Regions from separate parts of the Triticum aestivum genome. Here region 1 is linked to region 2. Evidence: chromatin contacts called from public Hi-C data. All regions are on one chromosome and are shown on one strand. Each heading gives the region's core, a stretch centred on a gene start, on an enhancer-like site or on the middle of the called end of the contact. The rest is flanking DNA. Distances are from core to core; before and after follow the strand shown.

Evidence for each region. A called contact is a pair of places that touch in the nucleus more often than the background predicts.
Region 1: a Hi-C map of leaf shows a contact between it and region 2, with 5 times the contacts expected there. The contact joins the promoter of LOC123138447 here to the promoter of LOC123138445 in region 2. A contact is called at or near these places in 3 of 5 Hi-C or Micro-C datasets (all in leaf) and 1 of 1 datasets of contacts at active chromatin or transcription factors (leaf).

The regions. Positions count from the first base shown.
Region 1 is chr6B:642,477,106-642,479,805 of IWGSC CS RefSeq v2.1, forward strand. LOC123138447 (triacylglycerol lipase OBL1) reads left to right here and starts at 1,331. Exons shown (of 4, transcript XM_044558424.1): 1 at 1,331-1,913. The coding sequence starts at 1,577.
Region 2 is chr6B:642,215,208-642,217,907 of IWGSC CS RefSeq v2.1, forward strand. It overlaps LOC123138445, which reads left to right and starts at 1,352. Exons shown (of 2, transcript XM_044558422.1): 1 at 1,352-2,700. The coding sequence starts at 1,505.

The DNA.
Region 1 (2,700 bases), core at 81-2,580, 260 kb after region 2:
CCACCCTCGCCGACCTCTACGGAGATAACCTCTTCCACACACTAGTGGCTCTGTGACTGCCGCCGTTGCACCGGAGAACATCCACCTCAAGGTTGTCGTCGACGCGCAGCGCGTCGCCTAGCAAATCACCATCGACCTAATACCTCATGCTTGCGAGTAAGTGGTCCATAAGGACCACTACATTGGCGCGAGCGAACCAACCCGGCCGCAGCTGGCGCTTGCGGATGCTGACGTGACCCAGCCTCCCCATCTCGCGTGGGGCAGCGCGCGAGAAGGCGCACGTGGGCGCGACGAAACCCACTACAGAGAGGTGTCCTGGGTCGCACGCGTGGCCCACATGTCATGGACCCCGGAAAGACGGTGGGCTGTCGTGCGCCCGGGCAGATCGAACGGCGCAAAACTCCCCAGGGAGCCAGCGGCACGAGGCAAACGCAAAATGGACGTCGCGGAGGGCACTCTCACGCGGCCAAGCCTTAGGCGGGCACTCAAGCATCCTTCGCCAATCTGCTACGTTTGCGGTGGCCATCTTGTTCATCCTACTTTGCATGCGAGGGACATTTCTTCCATAGCTAGTTGTGACGATGTTAATCATGACCCAAACCAAACGTGTTCTTAATATCTACTACTACTCCCTCCGTCCGAAAATACTTCTCATCAAACTGGATAAAAGGGGATGAATCTAAATATATTTTAGTTTTAGATACATCTCTTTTTATTTATTTTGATGATAAGTATTTCCGGCCAGAGGGAGTACAACTACAAGCGTAACAAAAATATCTTAGAAACTTTTTGTATATACCGACTCAACAAATCTTTCCCCATTCCCACGGCCTTCTCCACGCACACCACCTCTGACGAAATGTTCTCCGTATCAGGAGCCCGCGAATTGCACGCCAAGGAGAGGCGCATATAATGGTAGCTTAGCTCGCCATGGCTATGCATGCCCCACCACAATGACCACATTCCCATCGATCATTCATCACTCCATGTACCAACTCTCACGTAACAACCAGTGAAGGAATCAAGCAAGAGCCGCTAGCTAGCTTGATATTCGTGGACATGGAGGTGGCTTCCAAGCATAAGCTTTCCACTCCCATGCTCTTGCTTCCATGCGCATCCATCCATTTGCTGCGTCCTCGCGTCCGCGTCCAGTCAAAGGCTGTACTCCATTATCACCATCGTGTTCGTGTGTACCTCTGACAGCCAGTGTACGTCCAATTATACGTCGGCAATGATAATGGACATGGACAATGATATATAACCTCTTTTGCTTTCATAACATTGTGTGGTTTTTGCAACACGGCCAGACCATGCACCTAGCTGCCCATTTCTCGCAATATAATGGTCCCATATTTATTGAACGAGGATATGGATTGACCAGTCCGGTTTCCCATAAAAAATGGTCCGGTAATTAATTCCATCCATCTGCCACCTTACTTTACTTCCCTTCTATATATACACCCTCCGTGCTCCGACGTGCCGGAACGGCAACCAGTTCAACCGCGCGCGCGTCCCACCTTCCTACGCACCATCGATCGATAGGTCCTCGGCTCCGGTCGAGCCGACGACGTTAGGCATGGCCTCCGACGGCGATGGCGTCTACGGCGGAGGAGGAGGCTTCTGCAACGGCGACTTCATGGAGCTGCGGCCGGAGAAGGGCGGGGTGCGCGACCTCGTCCACCTCCTCTGGTCGCCCAACGTCGCCGAGAACGACGCCGTGGACTGCCCCGCGGGCACGGAGATCGGGTCGGCGCGGCGGCGGTGGGCCGTCTTCGTGTCGCTGGTGGCGCAGATGCTGCTGCTGTGGGCGAAGCGGCCCGTGGCGCTGCTGGGGCGGGCGGCCGAGTACTGGATGAACCTCCTCAACGAGAACGGCGGCGGCGTCCTCCCGCTCCTCGCCAACGCCCTGCATGGTACGTTCTTCATCAGTCATCGACATCGACCGGTCGTCCCGTGGAAGGACGTGCTCGATCGTATCCAACTGTCTGTTCTCTTGACCGCACGGATTGGTTGCATTTATGGTGCTTTCGCCTTCAACTACTCTGCTCCGCTGGTCTTGTTCCGGAGAGGGTGGATAACTGGACATGAACATTCATTCCCTACCCCGCAAAAAAATAAAAAGAACATTCATTCCCGACCTCGTGCGATCGTATGATGCAGTTCCAATTACCTGCAGTGATGCGATCAACCAACCTACCTAACTTGCATATTAATTTGACGCTACTCCATGCAAATTAAGAAAAGGAATACTGTCTCGATACACCAAGCTAGCTACTAATATCTCCTTGCAGCTTTATGAGTTCATGCTTATTTTAGTACTCTTGGTATATATGGTTACTCGTGGTTTCATTCTGGTTCATGGAGCCGGGGATCACTCCCTATTTTTCTAAAAAGAATAGCTCTTGGTAAGCGGGTGTAAAGTCATACGTAGTTATCAAAACAGAAACTGAGGGAGTATGTTGGATTTTGACATGATGGACGCCGCTAATATATATCTTGTGTGCCGCTGAACCGCTGATTCTTCAACGAACTAAGAACACATATTTTCAGGACTAGTCTTTGACTAGAGACTGCCCACCATAAAAGCAGAAATTACAAGTCGTTTTCTAAAAACTGATAAAAGGTCGTTTTTCATACTTAAAACTGAATGATAATGTTCTGCTGTAGCAGTCCAGCTTACTGTTCAAAATGTTGACGATT
Region 2 (2,700 bases), core at 102-2,601:
CAACCCAAGCACAGGTTGGATTGGATTAAGTTTGAGATGGGTAGTCTCGCGGAGTCAGGTGAATTGACCTGCAGAGTATCAAAGTGGAAGGAAAAGGAGAAGAAAAATGCTCAGCGCGATTGGTCTCTAGGCGTGTGTCATAGTCATCACGTCGTAGCCACGTAACCTGTTGGTCTCCTGCTGGCCATGCGCGCGCTGCATAGGCGTGGTCAGACGAGTCCGCATGGGGCATGTAGCATGGACGTGGTATTGTTTCCTCCGCGCGCTCGGGCCAGTTTTCTTGCACGCCAACGTTCCACAGACACAGTAGGAGCGCCGGCAAGTCGTGACCACCTGCGTCCCCGTTTTAACCCACGCGTGCTTGATGCTTCCGCGAACACGGCTCTGCATCTGCAGTTCGATCGGGGGCATAAACTATGTCTTGTGAAAATATGGCAAATTTGTGTCGCTGTGGTGACCACGTCCCGGACATGAAATTCTCTGCACGTACTACGTCGTACTAGTAGTACTTAACCGTTGCCGTCAGACCAAATCAAGATAGAGTTCCTTCATTGTCTTACTCCCTCACTTGCCCAAAATCATATGAACATTTCAACTCGTCAAAAAACAAATAAATCTTATGGACGTTGTACGCAAGCATCTGTCTCTGATTCGCCTCAATTCCATCAACTACGTTTAAGTTAGTAGGAAAAAAAAAGCATATGTTGATGAGTTGTGGCGGGCGCCAGCGTCCGTGGCTGCGCTTTCACGCTGACACGTAATTTGTGGAAAGGAGGAAAGAGAGGTGCGGCGGCTACAGACTTGTTGAAGAAATCGGTTTCCGTTGCCCCTGCGTTCCCGTTGTCACAGAAGAAGATCGACCCGGGCCGGGCGGGCCGACGGAGGAATTGATGCTGATGCGATCGCAGTCTGCCGTTTGCTTGCACGGCAACGTCAGTAAGCTGGCGGCCGGGCCACCACCCGTCCGCACCGCCGTCGTCTTCGACGCTCCCTCCCCCCGTTTCGATTGGTCTGTGTCCTTTTTTACGACGCTCGCTCGTACGCTGATTCTCCGGCACTCGATCACCCGAGTTTTATCTGCGCAACAAGAAGATTCCCATCTACCTTCCTCTCTCAACATTGTTGTTGTTGTTGTTCCCATGGATGCATACAAGTCAGATAGACAGAGATTGTTTCTTGCACCCAACCACAAAGCTCGGTGGAATGGAATAATATGCCGATCATGTCGCCGTCGTCCTCGCCACGTCCGGACACCCAATCATGGGCCACTTCGCGCCTTCTGCTTCCACGTCCTCATGTACTACTACTAGTAGCCTTCATCTCTTCATGTGTTGACCGTTGACCCAGCCAAACTGTTCCACGTAGTACGTCGACCTGTGGAAGTAGAAACGTTCTCCAGCTCGTCTTTGCAAGCATTCGCTTCAAATCCAACGCCATCTCCTGCCCTGGCTTCCCATCCGTGAAGCTCCTCCACGAAGTCCAACCAAGGTAAGACGACGGCGCCATGAAGAAGAACCCGCCGAGCATCGAGATCGTCCAGCACCGGGTCGGCGGCGGCCTGGGCAGCGGGGGCGGCGGCTCCATATCCTTCTCCGAGCCGTGGCGGGAGATGACGCCGGGCAGCGGCAGCGGCCACGGCAGCTCGGGCCGGGGCGGCGGCCGGGAGCCTCCCGAGAAGCGCCTCACGCTCTTCGCGCTCCGGCTCGCCGTCCTCGAGAAGGCGGCCAGCGGGCTCGGCAAGCTCGACTTCGCGTGGGCCACCGTCGTGCTGCTCGGCGGCTTCGCCAGCGACCTCAAAATCACCGACTTCTGGTGCATCACCGTCATCCTCGTCAGCGAGGCGGCGCGCGTCTTCAGCCGCAGCCACGAGCTGGAGTGGCAGCACCACGCCACCCTCACCTCCACGGCCGGCAACGCGCTGCGCTCCAGCTCGCGCTTCTTCCGCCGCCTCGCGCACGCCATCGCCGAGCCGCAGACGGCCGCGGCGCTCGGGGACGGCGGCAGCGGCGGCGGCGACGCGCGCGCCAGGGCGGCGCTCTTCCAGCGCCAGATCGTGGCCCTGATGAAGCAGCGCACCTGGCACGCCCCCGACGTGCCGCTGCTCCCCTACACCGGCTGGGTCTTCGTGTCCAAGAAGATCGGCAGGCTGCTCAACTGGCTGCAGGTGCTCTCGGCGCTCGCCTGCGTCGCGCTCTCGGTGACGCGGCTCTGGAATAACCAGGATTTCGACGAGGCCAAGAACATGCGGCCGGCGCTGCTGCTCTTCTACGCCCTGGCGCTGCTGGAGGCGTCGCTCTTCCTGCTGGAGAAGGCCTACTGGACGTGGAAGATGTCCGTCTGCAGGCTGCTCGACCAGGTGAGCGCCGAGTGCGAGCTCGGCCCCTACGGCCTCGTCTCCCTCAAGCGCTTCTTCTACGACGCCTACTCGCAGTGCATCGACGGCAGCATCTTCGACGGCATCAAGATGGACCTCGTCACCTTCGCCGAGGACCTCATCCTCTCCGACTTCCTCGACGAGCAGCTCATCGGCGTCCGCATCCTGCAGCAGCTGACCACCAGCAAGGGCTCCGCGCGCGACACGCTGCGCAAGCTCGGCACCAACCCGCGCTCCATTGAGCGCGCCGTCGAGATGCTCAACTGGAAGCGCCACGAGGAGGAGGAGGTGCGCAAGTGCGCGGCCGAGGTCGTGTCCAAGCTCGC